2 separate regions of the Mus musculus genome follow, and region 2 is linked to region 1. The links are chromatin contacts, called in public HiChIP or PLAC-seq maps. All regions are on one chromosome and are shown on one strand. Each heading gives the region's core, a stretch centred on a gene start, on an enhancer-like site or on the middle of the called end of the contact. The rest is flanking DNA. Distances are from core to core; before and after follow the strand shown.

What was found. HiChIP or PLAC-seq counts read pairs in DNA pulled down with a chosen protein or histone mark.
Region 2: a contact with region 1 is called in an H3K27ac HiChIP or PLAC-seq map of extraembryonic endoderm stem cells. The contact joins the enhancer-like site here to the promoter of Apela in region 1. A contact is called at or near these places in 6 of 15 datasets of contacts at CTCF or cohesin (the G1E-ER4 cell line, embryonic stem cells, hippocampal excitatory neurons and 2 more), 142 of 484 Hi-C or Micro-C datasets (the AML12 cell line, the AtT-20 cell line, the C2C12 cell line and 72 more), 19 of 115 datasets of contacts at active chromatin or transcription factors (PVALB interneurons, astrocytes, embryonic limb bud and 10 more) and 3 of 9 other capture datasets (adipose tissue, embryonic stem cells and embryonic tail).

Annotation. Positions count from the first base shown.
Region 1 is chr8:65,034,800-65,039,992 of GRCm38.p6, reverse strand. Apela (apelin receptor early endogenous ligand) reads left to right here and starts at 2,657. Exons shown (of 4, transcript NM_001297554.1): 1 at 2,657-2,712; 2 at 2,850-3,103; 3 at 4,239-4,328. The coding sequence starts at 3,028. The coding sequence ends at 4,327.
Region 2 is chr8:65,107,169-65,112,608 of GRCm38.p6, reverse strand. It overlaps Smim31 (small integral membrane protein 31), which reads left to right. Exons shown (of 3, transcript NM_001352886.1): 2 at 4,170-4,303. The coding sequence starts at 4,192. It overlaps Gm39184 (a long non-coding RNA gene), which reads right to left. Exons shown (of 3, transcript XR_870474.2): 3 at 2,743-3,033. Among named protein-coding and RNA genes, the nearest start is that of Gm39184, 5.8 kb to the right of the region's middle. Within about 2 kb of position 2,203, at least 7 of the 459 cell types and tissues checked have an H3K27ac peak or open chromatin away from gene starts, as enhancers often do. A contact at or near this core is called in the STO cell line, extraembryonic endoderm stem cells and stem cell-derived germline stem cell-like cells, where this site is marked.

The sequences.
Region 1 (5,193 bases), core at 1,408-3,907:
AATCTAGACGGCAGTTTGGATATCTTTTTTTTTTTCCTTTTAAGAGAGGATCTATACATAGTTATTGAGCCTAGAAATCCTATATAGTGAAGAACAGCCTTGAATTCTTTCTCCCTTTTATCACTGGAATTAAAAGTATGCCCTAGCACATCCAAGAAATACTCTCATTTTTACAATCATTTTTGTTTTTTTAAGATAAGGGTTTTTTCTGTGCCCTGGTTGTCTTGGAACTGGCTCTGAAGTCCAGGCTGATCTCAAACTCACAGAGATTGCCTGCCTCTGCCTCCCAAATACTGGGATTAAAGGTGGGTGCCACCAGGCCCAGCCTACCCTTATTGTTATACTGGCTTTTGTAAGCTACTTTTAAGATAGCATCTAGAATTCGAACATTAAAGAAGAAACTAGAACAAAACGGCTGAAAACTCAGATCATGGAATTGACCCTATCCACTCTTCTTTCTTAGCTATCAATTCCTTCATCAAGGAAGCAGGGAGAATAATAAATACTTTAACTACTTTGATCTCTCTTCCCTCCCTCCCTCCCTCTCCTCCTCCCCTTTCCTCTTCATCCTCCTCTTCTGGGCAGTTTCCAAGACTTAGACCTTGCCTGTCTTATCCTTTTGTTCCCCTTAAACTCTAATAAAATGATCCTTGAGCTTCCTTTTATCCATTCTACTTTAAAATTCTTTTATTGATCAGGCTAAGAATTCATGAAAGGGAACCCCAGTTTCTCCAGAAAGAACAGGGTCTCTCTATAATCTAAGCTGGCCTGGAACTCCCTATATAGTCCAGAATGGCTTCAAACTCATCAATAACAGCCTGGACTCTGTCTCCTAGGTGTTGGGCCACCACACATGAGAATTTCCCTTAAATCAACACTTGCTGTTTAGCTAAGGCCATTATTTCAACTATAAAAGACTATACTAGGGCTTAAAATACAGCTTGGTCGTTAAGAGTACTTACTACTCTTCCTGACGGTATGAACTGTGTTCTCTGTACCAGTGTCAGGGGATCCAACGCCCTCTTCTTACCTCCTTGGACAGACACACACACACACACATACACACAGTTCTTTGTTTTTGTTTTTGGTGGGGTTTTTTGGTGTTTGTTTCTTGTTTTGAGACAGCATTTCTCTGTGTAGACTTGGCTGTCCTGGAACTTGCTCTGCAGACCAAGCTGGCCTCAGATTCTCAGATTAACCTGCCTCTGCCTCCTGAATACTGGGATTAAAGGTGTGTGCTACCACATCTGGCTTATACCTTAAAATTTCTTTTAAAAACAAACAAAAAGCCCAACAACAATAACTATAAAACAGGTCTGGAGAAATGGCTCAGCAGTTAAGAGCAGGTGCTGCTCTGTCAGGGGACCTGAGTTCATTCCAGCACACACACAGGGGCTCACTACTGCCTGTAACTACAGCTCAGGGGACCTGATGTCCTCTTCTGGACTCTGTGGGCACTGCATACGCACGGTGCTCAGACATACATGCAGGTAAATAAATAAATAAATAAATAAAATCTATCTATCTATCTATCTATCTATCTATCTATCTTCTATCATCTATTTTTGAGATAGGGTTACTCTCTTATATAGCCTTGGCTGTACCAGTACTTGCTATGTAGACCAGGCTGTCCTGGAACTCACAGAGATATGCCTGCCTATGTCTTTTGAGTGCTGGGATTAAAGATAGGTGCCACCACATTTAATAATTAAATAATTAAAAAAAATTTTTTTAAGAATTTTTTAAAGTTCTGTATAATCTGGAATAGCTAGGCAGATATGGAATTGTACAGACTAATTTGTAAAATCAAAATAATTTTTGCATTTCAAACCTTAAGAAGCCCAAGATTGTGTGTGACCACCACCTGACTTTAAAGATGCCAAAATGGAACAAAATTCCTGACAATTCACAACCGCTTACATGTGCTTGGGTCTACTTATCTGTCAGAGTATAGCTACATAGCCTTCTTCATTAGAATAATTACAATACTTCTCAGATCCAACAGTCTTGTATTACAGGTAAGAAAGCCCTCAGACAGGAGATGCGGGTGGATGTGCAAGACAAAAACTAGACTCCTTTTGTTTCTTCTGACTGTTTAGAAACCAGCTACAACATTCTTTCTCCATCTGCAATCTGGTCTCCGTGCCGGTGACGTTTACCTGACACGCCACCACTTACAAGTTTACAGCAGAGCATTTTATGTCTGTGGCTTGCCTGAACTCCCTTTGAAAAACTCTTGAATGTTTGCAGATGAAAATGACCTTCATCACTTCTTAAATTGCACTTAAATGAAAAGATAAACATTTCACAGATTTACTTCTGAACCTTCTAAACTCCAGGAATCTCTGATGGTGGGAACCCACACACATTAAGCCATTTGGAGATTTAATATAAATAGGCGCTACTTTGTAGTAACTCTGGCAAAGAGGAAGCGCTCCAACCCAGAGTCCATACAAAGCATTTGGGAATCCCTCAGTTAGAGCTCTAGCATTCCTTCTGCAAGAGGACACAAGGGAGACTTCCCGTCCTCTCCACTGCTTCCTGCATGTGGGATCAATATGGGCAATGCAAAGCTTAAACAGATTGCAATGGAGGGGAGCGGAGGCAGGCAATGCTTCGTTTTGCATAGTTCTTCGTAAACAGATTGAATTGGAGTGACTCTCCTTGGAGCTTTGCAGAGACTTCCCGCTTAAGTTACTGCGTGCCTGAATGGTCCATTTCACCAATATTTGCTTATGGAAATAAGGGGGAGTGGCAGGGAGCCGCGGAGAGGGATGGAGGAGGGGCTTGAGGCTTGGGAGCTCTGGAGTACCAGTAACCTTGTCTGATGTGATCATTAACCTTTTCAGGAAAAGGCAGCTGGCAGCCCTCTGAGTTCTGGCCATAGGATGTGGGGTGAGCCGGACAGATACTGCGATTTACAGACGATTTCTCTACTTGAAGAGCTATTGTTCACTTGCGTGTAAGAAAAAAGAAAAACAAAAGGAAAGAAAAAGAAGAAAAGAAAAAAGAGAAAGAAAAGAAAAGATGCGATTCCAGCCCCTTTTTTGGGTATTTTTTATTTTTGCCATGAGTCTCCTTTTTATCAGTGAACAGAAACCAGGTAGGTTTTTGAAATAACTGGCTAGGGTAACTTGTTTGTTTGCCTGTTTGTGCTTCTGGGTCTCTAAATGTGCTTATGCTGAGAACTATTTGGGTATACTTACAGTTAATAGGACTGAGGAAAATATATAGGATTTCTGAAGTACATTTAGCAATCTCATTGTGGGATACTATTTGGACATTTTAAAATATTGTTATGTATTTTACAATTATTTTTCCAAGAAAATAATTCTCAAAACTATTATCCATACAAGTAAATAGATGGGAGAATGTTGGTCTACTAATAAACCTAGATTTTTTTTTAGGTAACATGCAAAATCTAAGCAGATTATCAAGAGAGCATGCATGTTGCTGATTGGAGGAGGGCATTGTAAGTTGAGGTAGCCAAAATCATGATGTAACAATGTAAAATGATAAAACTGGCCCACTGACTGCCTGCCATCTCTGGTTATTTAATTACACAAGACAAGGTTTTGTTTATTTGTTTGTTTATTACTGTTTGGTTTTTTTATCATTATGACGTTTAAGGCAAAACTGTAAAAGGTATGTTGTCAGCGTTAAGTTTTCTGACACATAAAGTTGAAGGGTCAAGTTTCAACCAAAAGATGACAATAGTCATTATCCAAGGGTGTCAGTACAGACGTGATAAAATGTTCCTTTAGTTAGACGGAAGATGGAGTGTCTTGGCTGAAAAGTCAGCCGCTGCTTTTAATTAGGACTTTGATTGCTCTGAGGTTATTCAAATCATTCTTTTTACATACATAAGGGGAAAAAAAGTTACAAGGTCCTTCTTTACTGCCTATAGTAATCGCTACTCAATCCAAAAAATAAAATTCGGATCTCTAGTTTTCTAAAATATAGAGTATCCTGGACGGTGTTCTTGTAAAACAACTTACATTAATTCCTTAAAGAAGTGTGAGAATTGGGTGTAAGAAATATGTCCAGAAGGCTGCCACGGCCGAGGTCTTACTGCCAACACGGGCAGAAGGAATGTACCTGCGTGTCTGTGTAGCCAAGTGATTTGTTTACCGCTTAATCTCGGATGAAGGGATAACAAACGACCTCAGAACGGTTTTGCTGTGCAGATGCTGCCCCTTTCTCCTTTTTAAAACTGACCTTATTTCTCCTTTCTTCAGTTAACTTTCCCAGGAGAAGAAAACTATACAGACACAACTGCTTTCGCAGGAGATGCATTCCACTTCATTCTCGAGTGCCCTTCCCATGAGGTATTCCTGTCCCCGCGCCCCCGCCCCGCCCCGCCCCCGCCCCCCCCCCCGCGCCTTCCCCCTCCCCTTTTGCCCCCGCCCTCCCGCCTCCCCCCTGCGCCCTCGCCCTCGAGCTTCCCCCACCAACTCCCCCTGACCCAACTCAGCTACACACAGGTAGCCCTAGTTTGTGACGGTATCATGACTTACAGTGATGTAAAAGTGTAAGAGTTGCACGCATCACGCCTGGAAGAGTGAAAGGAAGAAGAGGAGATAGATAATGTGAAGATACCGATGGCTGTTGAGTCCGGATGATAGTTATATGAAGCCAAACACTGTACACGTTTGAGAACTTTAACAATTTAAAGAAAATCAAGCTGTGGGAGGATGTAATTATAAAAGTATCTCTACACATGGATTTAGCAAACACTGGCTAGGATATGCACAAATCCTCTTTAGAGCAGTGTGAGCCTGAAAGCATTTGGAGATTTTTAACCCAGCCTCTTGGCAATGACGGGACAGCCTTAACTCTTCAAACTTAATGTATAAAATCAACTTAATAATAGCAGCAGCTAGACAGCTTTCCAGCCTTGTTCACAGCAATAGACTTGATGGTTGCATCTTTCAGAAAAATTTTGCTCACCCCCCTCTGCGTTCTTACACTAAAAGGCCAGTGATTTTTCCAACATACCTCCAGTAACACTACTATATGACTAACTTTGATTACTCCCAGGTGCTGTCCATGTTAATCTAAGAGAGAGGAGAGAGAGATAAAGAGAGAGAGAGAGAGAGAGAGAGAGAGAGAGAGAGAGAGGGGCTAGACATCCATTTATAATTAATTTTACCTCTTTGGTTCGTTTAAAGTATGTCTTGAGGAAGAAAAATA
Region 2 (5,440 bases), core at 954-3,453, 73 kb before region 1:
ACAGAGAGCTGTTTGTGGGGCTGGACAGACAAATAACAAAATCTAGTGGATCAGTTCTTAAGGCCAGTAAAGTAGGGTGGTGGAGAAGTTGGTTTGGCTTGTCAAGTGCTCTTGTAGCCCAAGCTAGTCTTCTATTACTAAATACGCAGGTAGCCCTCACCCTTAAGAGAAGCTGCAGGGAACTCGTGGTTCATTCTGCATCAAGTATCCTGATTTGCAAACTGTGTAAAGGCATGTGTTTCTCTAGTAAGCAAGGAGACTGATAAGATGGGCACATGGGCACAGGCCCTTGAGCACTCCTAAGAAGCCCCGCCCTCCTCCGGGCGTGTCTGACCCATACTGCTTTGCTTTTGCATCAAGTTTCCTTACTACTTTGCAAAAGAGAAAAGAGAAAACTAAAGATTCCACAGAACCAGTGTGGGTGGTACGCAATCCAAGAAAAAAAAAGCCACTGTTTTTCAAGTGTGCCTAAAAGAATTTCAAAAATGTGGAATGATAAGGAAACACCAGAAATAATACAGTGTGTGTGTGTGTGTGTGTGTGTGTGTGTGTGCATGTGGTGTGTTTGTGTATATATGTGTGTGGTGTGGTATGTGTTTTTGTGTGTATATGTGGTATGTATATGTGTGTGGTATGAGTGTATGGTATATTTTATCCTGTGTATGTGGAATGTATATGTGGTATATGTGGTATGTGGAGTGCGTGAGTGTACGTGTGTGTAGTAGGTATATATATATATTGTGGTGTGTGTATGTAGTATGTGTATGGGGTGTGTGTTTATGTATTTGTATGTGGCATGTGTATGTGGTGTATGTAGTGTGTGATGTATATATGATGTGTGTGTATGTGTGGTATGTGTGTTGTATGTGTGATATATGTTTATTGTGTGTATATGGAACATGCATGTGACATATGTGAATGTATGTGTTTGTGTATGTAAGTGGTATGGTGTGTGGGTGTTATGATATGTGTTTATGTGTGTATGTAGGGTGTGTGTGAATAAACACACTGGAAACTGAACCCAGGACAGCAGGTATGCTAACTATACATTCTACCACTGAACTGTGCCTCCCCCCCCCCCCAGCCTGAAGACAATACATGTTGACTAGTTCTCACATCCAGATGATGGTGGTAAGAGCTTCTTTTGTGGAATTAAGGTCATGGTGGTAGAGAGTGCCTGTTCATGGGCTCTTTGCCCTCAAACCTCCAACAGACCTAAAGGTTCCTCCTTGAGAAGTCAAAAGCGTCTGACAGTATCACCCACCTACTGTGTCTTTTCACCCAGATTTTCCCTTCTCAACAGAAACAATGCTACTTTTGTGTATTGTTACTAGAATGACAGCCTGAGGGATGCTGGCACAGAAAGAGCCCACTGTATGTGACCTATGTCCAGAAAACATCCGTGATTCCCTCCATCCTGAACGCCTACACTAACATCAGTGTTTCACCTAAGGCTACAACTCAGCTGTAAAGCACCTGCCCAATAGACACAAGGTTCAGCCCCCTAGCCACTAAGTAAGCAAATAGATAGACAAGTAGAAGGTTATATAAAGCCAGGCATGGAAGCACAAACCTAGCACGGGGAAAGCTGGGGCAGGACAAACATAACCAGTTAAAGGCGGGCCTGGGCTATGTGACACGACCCTGACTCAAAACAAACAAGCTAAAGTGGGTTTTTATTTTGCTTTTGTTTCAGGGTTTTGCTTTTTTTTGGGGGGAGTGGGGGGGTTGTTTGTTTGTTTACTTTGAAACAAGGATTCACTCTGTAGCCCAGGCTGGCCTAGAACTCACAGAGATCCACCTACCTCTGTCTCCTGAAGCTAGGATTAAAGTCCTGCACCACCACACTCAAGCAAGAGTGTTGTTCCAGGCATGGAATGAAGCTGGGGGGTCTGTAAGGTCATTTTACACTAGTACGTGGTATCACACAGGCAATCATGTGGCATCCCTGAATTCAGTCCTTCAGTCACTTCCATCTCTAACCACCTGCATGCAGATGCCAGCAGGTGGCGCCAGACTTCTCTTTTCTTGCCTCCTCTGTTTTCCTGGACAGTGGCAATCAAAATAAATTCTGGTTTCTAGGGCTCCATAGCAGGATTAACAATCTTCACAGTCCGTGAAAAACAGATGTGATCCATCTCATTTCAAAATATTAATAAGTTACAAGATGTGCATGACCGTGTTTCTCTGCTGACCGTGGGATTGACATTCTCCACACTCAATTCACACAAGTCTGTGAGATGGTTTTAGTGGTGAGCCTCATATCCTTCCCGCTTGAATGAGCCTTGGGGTCCCCTCTGCTCCCTCACTTAGCCAATAAAAAGCCCTCATTCTCCTGTATGCCCTTCAAAATGAATCCTGTGATATTTCCCAATTACAATTTTTCCTTCGATCTTCACTTTCTTACCAGGGGTCAGGGAAATGACTCAGCAGTAAAACACTGCCCAAGACTCATGGCCTGGGTTCCATCCCCAGAACTCACAGAAAGATGGAAAAAGAGAACAGAACCCACAAAGTTGTCCTGGGACCTTCATACACACACTGTGGCTTGCACACATGCACACACACACATACACACACACACACACATACACACACATACACACACACACACGCACACGCACACACACACACATACACACGCACATACACACACATACACACACACACACATGCACACACACACACATGCACACACACACACACACATACACACACACGCACACGCACACACACACATACACACACACAAGGGGTGGAGGGAGAGGGATGAACAGACAAACAGGCAGAGACAGAGAGACAGACGGGCAGACAGATAGACCTAGCCCAGAATTCCACCTAGAGAATGTGTTGAGATCATTTGAATACCACACTCAGAGGAACCTGAGGCCTTAAGAAAGAGACTGACAATTACTTCCTCACAGAGCAGATGAAGGACTTGAAGTGAGTTGTGGTAGGAAGATGTGGCCACTCTTTCTGTGTCTTCAAAATTCTTCTAGGCTCTTGGCAGTGTTTCAAATAGTTGGCACTTGTCTAAAAGACATAAAAAGATAGTCAGCAATTGTTCCAAGCAAGATACTGCAGCTTTGTGTGTGTGTATGTACATGTGTGTGCACACACGCACCTGTGTATACTAAGGTGTGTGTGCATGAGCTCTGACAGATCAAGGACACTGAGTCCTCCTCTATCACCTGCCTCCTGCTGCATTTACAGTGCATCTCACTGCACCTGGGGATAGACTGTCAACCAGCAAGCTCCATTGCCCCTCCTGTCTATAGCCACAATACCGCTGGTGTGTGCACAGCCACATTAGGCTTTTTTCTTTTTTTAAGATTTTATTATTTTCAATTGTTCGTGTGTGTGTGTGTGTGTGTGTGTGTGTGTGTGTGTGTGTGTACAGGAAAAGACAGAAAAGTCGGGCCCTGAAGCTGAAGTCACAGGCAATTAAGAGTCACTCCACTAGGTGGATGCTAGGAATCACCTCAATGCATACTCTTAACCACGGAGCCATCTCTCCAGCCCCAACATGTGGCTTCTTGCAAGGATTCTGGGATCAAAGCTCAGATTCTCGTGCATGTTTGCCGAGTGCTTTTACCTCCAACCCTAGTACTATAGTAATCTTTCTGTTTCTTTTTAACATTTATTTATCTTGATTTTATGTATGAGTGTTTTGTCTCTGTGTATGTATGTGTACCATGTGCAAACCTGGTGCCTGAGGAGGCAGAAGAGGGCCTGGGATCCCCTAGAATGACGTTAAAGACAGTTGTGAGTTGCCATGAACGTGCTAGGAACCAAATCCAGGTCATCTGTAAGAAAAGCCTGTGCTCTTATCCACTGCGTCATCTCTCCAGCTCCCTTGTCTTGGCTTTTGTTTATACACTTGTTTGGGGGTTGGGCTGGGCTGGGTTTCTTAGACAGAATGTTGGCTCTATAGACTATACTGGCCTCAGCTCACACTTGTCCTACCCTGGCCTCCCTAATACTGAAATAACAGCCATGTGCCACCACACCTCGTCATACTTCATTTTTACCAAGGCAAAGTACATTGCGCTGGGTACATGGGTATTTGGGTAAAGCCTTACTGCACATGTGTTTGATTCTAAAGTAAATATTGCTGGGCAGTTCACTGGATCACCGTGTTCTAAGCCAATGTTTGTTTCCTACTGTAGGTGAAAACACCGTTAGTCTTCCATGGAGCTACCATTCACCAACTTGGAGGTGGCGTTCATTTTACTGGCTTTCTTCATCTTTTCCTTGTTTACTCTGGCTTCCATCTACACCAGCCCTAATGAGAGGAATGAAGGTAAAAAGAAAGGGGGGGGGGGGTGCTTCCTGGATGCTGGTTTTTTTCTTCACAATCATCTTTCTGTACAGCTGGATTTGGTTTCATTTCTACTCTGCGTATGAGAATGAGTCTGCTGGGTGATGTGCGCACGTGTGCGTGCGTGCGTGCGTGTGCGTGTGCGCGTGCGCGTGCGTGCGTGCGTGCGTGCGTGCGTGAGGGTTCATTTGGGAAGGATCAGCATTAGGAGTCTTAAAACAGCTTCTTCTCAGGTTCTGAAAATGTAGCTTAGTCGCTGCTAGGGCTGCAGGCCCAGCTGATGTGGTGCCTACCTAGCATATAGGAAGCCCTTAGAAGTTCATACGCTCTGTGCAGTGGCATAGATCTCTAATCCAGCCCTCTGAAGGTAGAAGCAGGAGGACCAAAAGTTCAAGATCTAGCCTGAAACACAAAAAACTCTGTCTTAAAAATTAATTAATTTTCATCAAAGCTCAAACATGCAAAAAAATGTATTTTAAACCCAGTATCATGTTTTTGGCAGTAACAGCAAAAAAAAATTTTTTTGGTTTGGTTTGGTTTGGTTTTGGGTTTGGTTTTGGTTTTTCAAGACAGGGTTTCTCTGTGTAGCCCTGGCTGACCTGGAACTCACTTTGTAGACCAGGCTGGCCTCGAACTGCCCAGCTGTAACAGCAAATGTTAAGACAGAGGCGTATCATCTAACTAGTATGCTAGGTAGCCTAGGTCCCACCAAGATTTATGCAGAATCAATGATAAATTATACATGTATATATAAACACATCCCAAGGACATTTTCCATATTTATAGGGAATAAAATAAACTCATAAACAAACAGTGCTTGTAGATTTTCGTTTTTGTTTGTGGTGGAGACAAGGTCTCACTATGTGGCTTTGACTGGCCTATAACTTATTATATAGACCAGGATGGCTTTGAACCCTCAGTGTTCTTTACCTCCCAAGTGCTGAGATTAAAGGCATGAGCCAATAAGCCTGTCTGTCTTTGTGGTGATTTGTTTTGTTTTAATTTTTTACGTTTTGTTTATTAACGTTTTTCCAGCATGTATGTAGGTATTCACATGCAAGCCTGGTGCCTGAGAAGGTCCAAAGGGGCATTGCACTCCCTTGAACTGAAATTACGGAT